2 separate regions of the Capra hircus genome follow, and region 2 is linked to region 1. A link is a contact called in public Hi-C data. All regions are on one chromosome and are shown on one strand. Each heading gives the region's core, a stretch centred on a gene start, on an enhancer-like site or on the middle of the called end of the contact. The rest is flanking DNA. Distances are from core to core; before and after follow the strand shown.

Region 1 (4,361 bases), core at 387-2,886:
TGGGAAGGGGAGTTGGTGGAATCTAAGAAGGGAGACGAAGGCAGGGTAGACTTACCCAGTCCTCCCCGTCTCCATGGGGTGGTGCAGGGAAGGCAGTGGAACCTTGCTCATGATGAAGAGGATCACCTCGGAGCGCTGGTAAGTAGGCAGTGTGCTGGCAAAGGAGCCTGCGGGGAAATGACAGAGGAGAGGGCTGGCTCTGGTAAGGCTGGCAGCTGCGGGGAAAGGGGCGGGGGGGCCCTGCTCAGCCTTTCAGCTGAACAAACTACTGTGAGGAGTGCCAGCTGACTCTTCCAGGCTCCTGTCCCTGACCTGTTATTCCCATGGCTGAGGTGACTCTTTCAGGCTCCTGTCCCTGACCTGTTATGCCCGTGGCTGTGGCGACTCTTCCAGGCTCCTGTCCCTGACCTGTTATGCCCGTGGCTGAGGCGACTCTTCCAGGCTCCTGTCCCTGACCTGTTATGCCCGTGGCTGTGGCGACTCTTCCAGGCTCCTGTCCCTGACCTGTTATGCCCGTGGCTGAGGCGACTCTTCCAGGCTCCTGTCCCTGACCTGTTATTCCCGTGGCTGAGGTGACTCTTCCAGGCTCCTGTCCCTGACCTGTTATTCCCGTGGCTGAGGTGACTCTTCCAGGCTCCTGTCCCTGACCTGTTATGCCCGTGGCTGTGGTGAAGGTGTGGGACCTAGAGGGGACGCTCCATTGGCACTGGAGCAGGGAGACTCTGAGCCCTTATGATCACGTGTGGACTTCAGAGTGTCCATGCGCATACTATAGCTTTCTCCCTGTCCTCTTTCCTTCCTTTTGTCTTTCTTTCTCTCCCCTCCCCTCCAATACTTTGGCCACCTGATGCGAAGAGCTGACTCATTTGGAAAGACCCTGATGCTGGGAAAGATTGAGGGCAGGAGGAGAAGAGGATGACAGAAGATGAGATGGTTGGATGGCATCACCGACTCAATGGACATGAATTTGGGTGGACTCTGGGAGTTGGTGATGAAAAGGGAGGCCTGGCCTGCTGCAGTTCATGGGGTCACAAAGAGTCAGACACAACTGAATGACTGAACTGAACTGAACCCCTCGACGTGGAAGGATCAGGCAGGCCTAATGGGGACTGAGGTGCAAGAAGAGCTCGCCTCTCTTAGCCTCTGATCTGAACTCCAGGCTGAGAAACCCAGGGAGATTGTTCTGTGATCTGACTCAGGCCTGGCCCCAGGGACGATGTGAGCTGTGAGCTGTAAGCACCGTGGGCTGACTCCACTTCTTCCAGTGTCCCTGCATTAACACCAAGTGCGAGCATGCGTGCTTAGTCGCTCAGCTGTGTCCAACTCTTTTCAACCCTGTGGACGGCAGCCTGCCAGGCTCCTCTGTCCATGGGGATTCTCCAGGCAAGAATACTGGAGTGGGTTGCCATGACCTTCTCCAGGGGATCTTCCCCAACCCAGGGATCGAACCCAGGTCTCCTGCATTGTAGGCGGATTCTTTACTAGCTGAGCTACCAGGGGAGCCCTAACGAGATGTTGAGTGGACGACAAACCTACAACGCCAGGGACTAGCATCCTTGGGGGAACGGGGACCGCCCATCTACCCCTCCTTCAGCAGGTCTGGCCGGGGGGGGGCCCCGCCCCTCCCGGGGCCCACCTATGGTCTTGATGACTGCCTCCTGGAACATGCGCTCTTCGTGTTCTTTGATGATCTTGGTGCCGAGGCTGATGGCCCCGTCGTAGCTCCCGGTCAGAGCGTAGTCGATACTGAGCCGCAGCTGCCTCAGCAGAGTGTTGAACATCTCCAGCACTGTGGGCCCTGGGCACAGTAGGGCGGAAGACCTGACATCTGGGGCTGGCACTCCTGGCTCATTGTCCCCTGCCCAGGCTTACCGGGCAAGCTCAGACCCACTTCCAGCCAGGGGCTTCCTCTGCCCACCCCCCCCGCCCCCCGCCCCCCCACCTTCCCTGGCTGATTTCTCCTCCTGAGGTTAACTGCTCCGACACCTCCCTACCCTTGCCCTTTTCTGGAAGGAGGGACAGCCCACCGTAAGGGCAGTGCTTCATCTTTGAGGGGGTTCCCAGCCCCTGTTCCGCTCAAGATCCCCCCTTACCCACAGAGCCGGTGGCAGCGATGACGGCAGCTTCCGACAGGACCTCCACGATGCCAGCCCGCACCGTGGCCGCGCTGCGGCTATTGGCATCCAGGTGGCTCAGGAGCTGCTGGATAACCAGGTGGGAGTGCTGCGGCTGGGGGGGAGGAAGACGTGCTGGTCCCCAAACAGCAACCCCCCCCACGTGGCCTCTGAGCCAGGGCAGCCCTCCAGGAGGACCCAAAGTTGTGTGGACAAAAAGTGAGGTCCCAAAGCTAGCGGGCACTAGAGGTGGAGCCCAGATACCCTGGCTCCTCTTCCTGAGTTTCTCCCCCATCCTTGGTCCAAGGAGGAGTTGAGTCAAATCCCAATGAAGACTTGGATTTCCACGTATTTCCTGGGCCCTTTCACTTCAAGTGCGTCAAAAGTCAGTTTAAAAATACTGTCTTCCTTTTCATTTCCCCCAGGTGCCAGGCCTTAAAGTAAGGGCCACAAGCACTTCAGTCCAGTGCTGCTTAAAGTGTGGCCCATGGTCTGGTGCCAATTCAAGATCTATCTGATGCCCATTTACATTGAGCTGAGGACAGAAACTGAGAGCAAGTGTTGAGTGAGCAATCTGACAAAGCCACGGCAGCCAATTATGGTCTGTGGGCTTGTATTTTGCATGAGGCTTTCACTTACTTTTTCTGGGAATTCTTTTCATGTTTTATAAAGTAGAAGTCTGTGACATATTAGAAATAAGATGGTTTAAACCAGTCCATCTCCACGACTAGGTCAGGCAGCACCAGTTCAGACGACTAGGGGCTGGCTTTCTCCAGGTGTGCACCATCCCGCTCCCAGGGGTACCCCTGGCCAAGGGGACAAGCTGAACCTGGAGAACCATCATACCTGAATTGAGTACATGATGATTTTAAAGCAACGGATGGCGAACACCTTGGGTTCCCAAAGAGAATGGTTATCCAGATGGCTGTGAGGGAAAAAACGTGGACAGTAACTATGAAATGCAAAGAAGGAGGAGAAGCTTGGTGGGAACATAACCCGTCCTGAGAGACCCAGTCCCTCTCAAAGCTTCCAGGTAAGTAGCAAGGGCTTTCAGGTCAGGTTAGAGAAGCGGAGAAGTCAAGGAACAGGGGGTGGGGCGGTGGACTCAGGAATGAAGCCGAGCGCCTTCCTTTAGCCTTGGGACTCCTCCTGCCAACTCCTCTCCCCAAAACTGTGCTTGGCCACTACGTGGTAGCTTTTGATGCCACAATGCAGAAGAACATGGGCACAGAGAAGGGACCAACTTGGCTGCAGCCCCTCAACTGTGACACCTGCTTCCCTCCTCCCGAGTCAGCAAGGAGGTGCTGGACCTGAAACAGTTCAAAGCTGGAGGCCGGGGGGTGGGGGGCGGGGAAGGGGAACACTCACATGAGAACAGGCTTGATGGCGTTTTTGATGTTGCCAAAGGCAGCCCGGCCCAGCAGTTCCCGGAGGCACCTCTCGGCCAGCTCTGCCGGGTTCTCTTTCTCCTTCTCTGGTGCTTGGAGAGGGGAGGGGGACCGGCTGTGGAAACACACAGCCCGTGGGTGAAGAAGGATGGAATGCACAGTCTGAGAGTCAGCTTTGTGCAGGCTTTCTGTGCTTCCCTCATGCAAACAGACCCAGGAGGACAAGCAGGAACTTGATGTAGGCTGTGCGAGGTCACAGGGGCATGGCCAGGCTCTCAGAAGTTAAATGGGGTAAAGAAGCCCAGAGTGGAGGAAGATGGCAGGAGGAGGGATAAACTTCTTTTTCTGGACACCCTAGGGACAGGCCTGATGGGTCTCTGTGGGAAGGAAGGTGCCCTGAGCACCATGGACCTGGGGAGGTGCAGACCACAGGTATCTCCATGCCCGCAAGGCTTTGGAAGGGACAAGAGATGAGATAAGAAGAGAGGGATGCAGGCAGAGTTGGAGAAAGCAAAAGAAAAGGGGAGAGAGGAGCAAGGGCAAAAAGCAGGAAGGGAAAAAGAGAGGCTCAGGAGGGAAAAACGGGTGCTAGCTTGGATGTGACTCAGTGGTACCCGAGTCACAGGGAGGGGGCTCAGATCTGAACGGGAGTCCCAGGATTCCTCATCCTTAGACCACCTGAGACCACCAAGGAGCTTGTCAGAGATAATGCTATTTCAGGAACAACCACCAGAGGGCATACTAAATTTCCCAACCAGCTCTAGTTACATAGCATCAATGGAAAGAAAGTGGGGAACTCAAAAGATCTTCACTTGGTGTCATGCACAGCAGAGGTGGACAGCACCAGCAACCTTGCTCT
Region 2 (4,094 bases), core at 1,146-3,645, 120 kb after region 1:
AAGATGCAATACAATACTATATTTCAGGATGTATATACATATATATTAAAACAATATTTAAATGCCTGGAAATTAGAAGCACCAATTCAAATAGTTGTAACGTTTCGCAGAGTGGGAAGAGGGATGTACATTTGGGGAAGAGTACATACAATATCGCAGATGTTTTATTTCCTAAGGTAAGTGGTGGATACTTCTCCAGGACACTACACAGATATACATTAATCATTCATATTTTTAAGTATGTTTGACATACTTCATAGTTTATTTTAAAGAATAAATACATAGAATCTGGACTTCCCTGGTGGTCCAGTGGATAAGAGTCTGCCTGCCAATACAGGGGACACTGGCTAGATACTTGGTCCAGAAGATTCCACATGCTGAAGGGCAACTAAGCTTGTGTGCCACAACTACTGAGCCCACGCGTTAGGGCCCTTGAACTGTAACTGCTGAGCCTGTGTGCCGCATTTACTGAAGCTGGAGCGCCTAGGGCCTGTGCTCTGCGACAAGGAAGGCCCCTGCAAAGAGGGGCCCGCACATCTAGAGACTAGCCCCTGCTCTCCACAACTAGAGAGAGCCTCCGCACAGCAATGAAGACCCAGTGCAACCAAAAATAAAAGTTAATTAATAAAAAAAATGTAGAATCTTTTGTAACAGATAAAACATAAAAAATATGAGTAAATGAAAGCATACCACTGTTGTTTATTGGGGATTACCATATACTTCATGGGCAGCCCTGACTGCCACTACACACCCATGTCATGCCAACGTTAAGGATTAAGAGGGCTGACTCCGGAGCTCAGTTTCTAATCCCCATACTATATCTTCCAGCTCCATACACAGTTGACATACTTCTCTTTGCTCTTTTTATCTTAGACTGGAAGAGAAAGCTAACTTTCTTACTTTTTCTGCTTTAAACTAATTCAACACAACTAGTAAACAATACGGCTATACATATTCAAATCTTGAAAACATCAATATGAAGAAATGATAATAAATTTTCATCTTTAGCACACTTCACTGCTCTCACGCTCAACAGTATTATACCTAATGTCTTTAATAGTTGAAGATTTGACATTTTGCAATTATACTTCCACAATATCAGTTCTATTACAGGGTCAGTATGGCAGAAACCAACGCAACATTGTAAAGCAATCTTCCTCCAATAAAAAAAAATTAAAAAAGAGGAAATAAAAGAAACAGATGTTTATTGATTTATCAAATCATACTGAGATCCACATGAAAATGGAAAATATTCATGGAGGTCTGGAAAAATCAGTATAAATCCAATTCTTTTAAGCTTTAAACTATCAAAATTCTAATCAGGACTTATATTTCATAATTGCAAAGAATTTTAGAAACTTCACCGAACTAAGTTACATTACTTGTTTACTATGGAACAATCCAAAATAAGCTTTTTTTTTCTTAATAAGCATTTAATGTTTCAAAATTAAATTTTAACATTAAAATGCTTGAAAAATCTAACAAAATAACTGTTACAAAACTTTGAGCCTTGTCACTATCTTCCTGTAATGTATTTAAAACGTTTATAGCTATGTGTGAACAGAAGCAATGCTACCTTCCCCCTCATAATTTAGTGGGAAATTGGCAGCCATTCTTTTTCAGGGCACTAAACAAACTTTTGTCAAATTCTATTCATCTTCTGTAGCTAAATATATTGACCCAAAAAGCGACAGTTGCTCCAACTGTTTTCTCTTCTAGAAGACGCTTTCCGTCTCATCGCTTGGAATGAGAAAAGTGGTTATCTCAGAATTATTATTTTCTTGTTATATTTTCAGCTAAAGGTGAGAACAAGATGGGGGTAAATGTGGATGAGTAGCAGGGTAACGAGATAAACTGAGCTCACAGCTACAGTCACACACACCTTGACAGAAGTGAAAGTGTAAAAAAGGTCTAATCTGAACGTTCCACCTGCAGGCTAGAAGTACATAATAGGGACCCCAAGGGAAACATAATATTGGAAGAGGGGGGTCAGTGGATGCGCCCATGGGTACTGAAGACTCCACAAAAAGTACACCAAAACGGACCGTGGTCTACTTGGCATATCCGCACCGATGGACCTTGAACTAATCCGTAATTTCAGCTACTTCCAGCCTGAGAATCTGCCTTGAACAGTCAATAAATTTCTACCACTCGGCTGCGAACCTAACAAATTTCTAGGTCCTGAACCCTACCCTGGGCACAAGGTCGCATGCTCCATGAAGTGTAAAACTCTGCCACCTCCCGCGAGGCCGCCTTCCTGCCTAGGGACGCTGCCGGGCCAGATCGCGCGACCCTAGGGAGCAGCCTCAGCTCTGGGGCCTGGTGATGACGTCACGCGGCCCCTTGCTAGCATCGCGAGACTCTCTTCTCCCTCCCCCAGCTCCCTACCCTCCCAACCGCCAGCGCCCGCTGCCAGGCAGCGGCGGGGATGGCGAGCCGCGGAGCCGGGGCGGTGACGAGAGCAGCGGTCCCGCCATTGGACGAGGAAGCCTGAGGGACGGGCCAGTGTGGTGAACAAGCAGAGACCGAGGCTGCTGGCCCCGAGAGAGCGAGGGCCATGGAGGCCAGCATGCCGAAGCGGAAGGAGCCTGGCAAGTCCCTGCGCATCAAAGTCATCTCCATGGGCAACGCCGAAGTGGGAAAAGTGAGTACCGCGCTGGGAGGGGCGGGACCACAGCGCGGCGGAGCGACGTGCCGATTGGCTGGGAGGGCGGCCACTCAACAGCCTGGTCGCCCGGCCTCCTCCCCGCCCCTGAGCAGGCCTGGGTCTCCGGAGGCACACGGCTCCACGGGGAAAAACTCTCCTGACCTTTTTGACCTTTGGGTTGCCCCCCTCCGACACCTAAGAAGGTGTCTCGAGTGGCCTCTAACCGTTGACTACATCCCAAAGAGAGAGGAGGCCTAGGTCCTCATGTCAGATCGTCTGCTTGGATAACATATCTGCGTTCTGGGTGACCCGTACAGGACTTTGAGGTGGAGAATAAAAGTTTAGTTACCCCAGCAGAGCATGGGAGCTAATAACTTACTGGGCTGTGTGTGAGGATGGGGATTTGTAAAATTTACTCTGTAGATGTGGAGCCCAGAATCTACATTTCATTTGTAAGAGAGCGTGACTGATGCTGAAGTGTTTCACAGGGAGGTGCAGTGGATGTCAAGGAACTTGCTCTATTTTGTTTTGTGTTTATCTCCGATAGTGTCACCACATGCATTATTGCAAAGAAGTCTTAGATCCACTGTCTTTTTCTATGGTGCGTCTACTGGCTATCAGCTCTAAGCTCTCCCGTAGTATTGGGGGTAGGGAGGGCAAGAGGTGAACGGAGGTCTTTATCCCCACGTGAATTCTAAGACCGCCTCTTCTTCATCCAAATTGTCTCTTCTTCAGGGTGAGTGGAAGCTGTTAGTTAAGAACCTTCCAAGGTCATCAAATCAGTGACTGAGACAGAATTAGAACCTGGGTCTTCACACTCCCATTGCAATGTTCTTTCCATCATTGTTTAGTCGCCAGGACTTTTGCGACCCCATGGACTGTAGCCCGCCAGGCTCCACTGTCCGTGGGATTTCCAAGGCAAGCATACTAGATTGAGTATTTCCCTCAATTTCCCTTTCCAGGGGATCTTCCTAACCCAGGGATCGAACCCGCATCTCCTGCATTGCCGGCAGATACTTTACCACTGAGCAACCGGGAAGCCCCCCTTTCCAATCATTATTTGCTGTCAAAATCAACTCCTAGTAGGATCTACATGCCCAGAGAGCTGTTAATGGGAGTGTTTATGCCAAAGACCTGCACGTAGTTGATGCTCACTAAATGTTTATTAGTGTCTTTTCTTTCCATTTATTATTTTGTACTGTTTATATATCTATGTATATGTATGTACTAACATAGCTGAAAGTCAATGATTACTGAATGTAAACTATGTGCCAGGCATTGAAAAGAAAAGACAGACCTCTAGAAGGTCATATACTAAATACTAAACTGGCTAAGTGAGCATGCTCACTTTTAAAATTTTGCTATGTTTAATGATTCAACTTTAGAAATAGCTTAAAATGTCCAGTGTCAACCACGTTCATGTAATACAGTTCTAGATTTATTAACC

What was found. A called contact is a pair of places that touch in the nucleus more often than the background predicts.
Region 2: a contact with region 1 is called in a Hi-C map of liver, with 4 times the contacts expected there. The contact joins the promoter of DNAJC27 here to the enhancer-like site in region 1. A contact is called at or near these places in 2 of 5 Hi-C or Micro-C datasets (blood and liver).

What each region holds. Positions count from the first base shown.
Region 1 is chr11:73,858,460-73,862,820 of ARS1.2, forward strand. EFR3B (protein EFR3 homolog B) reads right to left here. Exons shown (of 23, transcript XM_018055556.1): 7 at 3,483-3,617; 8 at 2,961-3,039; 9 at 2,094-2,202; 10 at 1,637-1,798; 11 at 56-167. Among named protein-coding and RNA genes, the nearest start is that of POMC, 27 kb to the left of the region's middle. Within about 2 kb of position 1,637, at least 1 of the 5 cell types and tissues checked has an H3K27ac peak or open chromatin away from gene starts, as enhancers often do.
Region 2 is chr11:73,975,153-73,979,246 of ARS1.2, forward strand. It overlaps DNAJC27 (dnaJ homolog subfamily C member 27), which reads left to right and starts at 2,396. Exons shown (of 7, transcript XM_018055557.1): 1 at 2,396-2,644. The coding sequence starts at 2,558.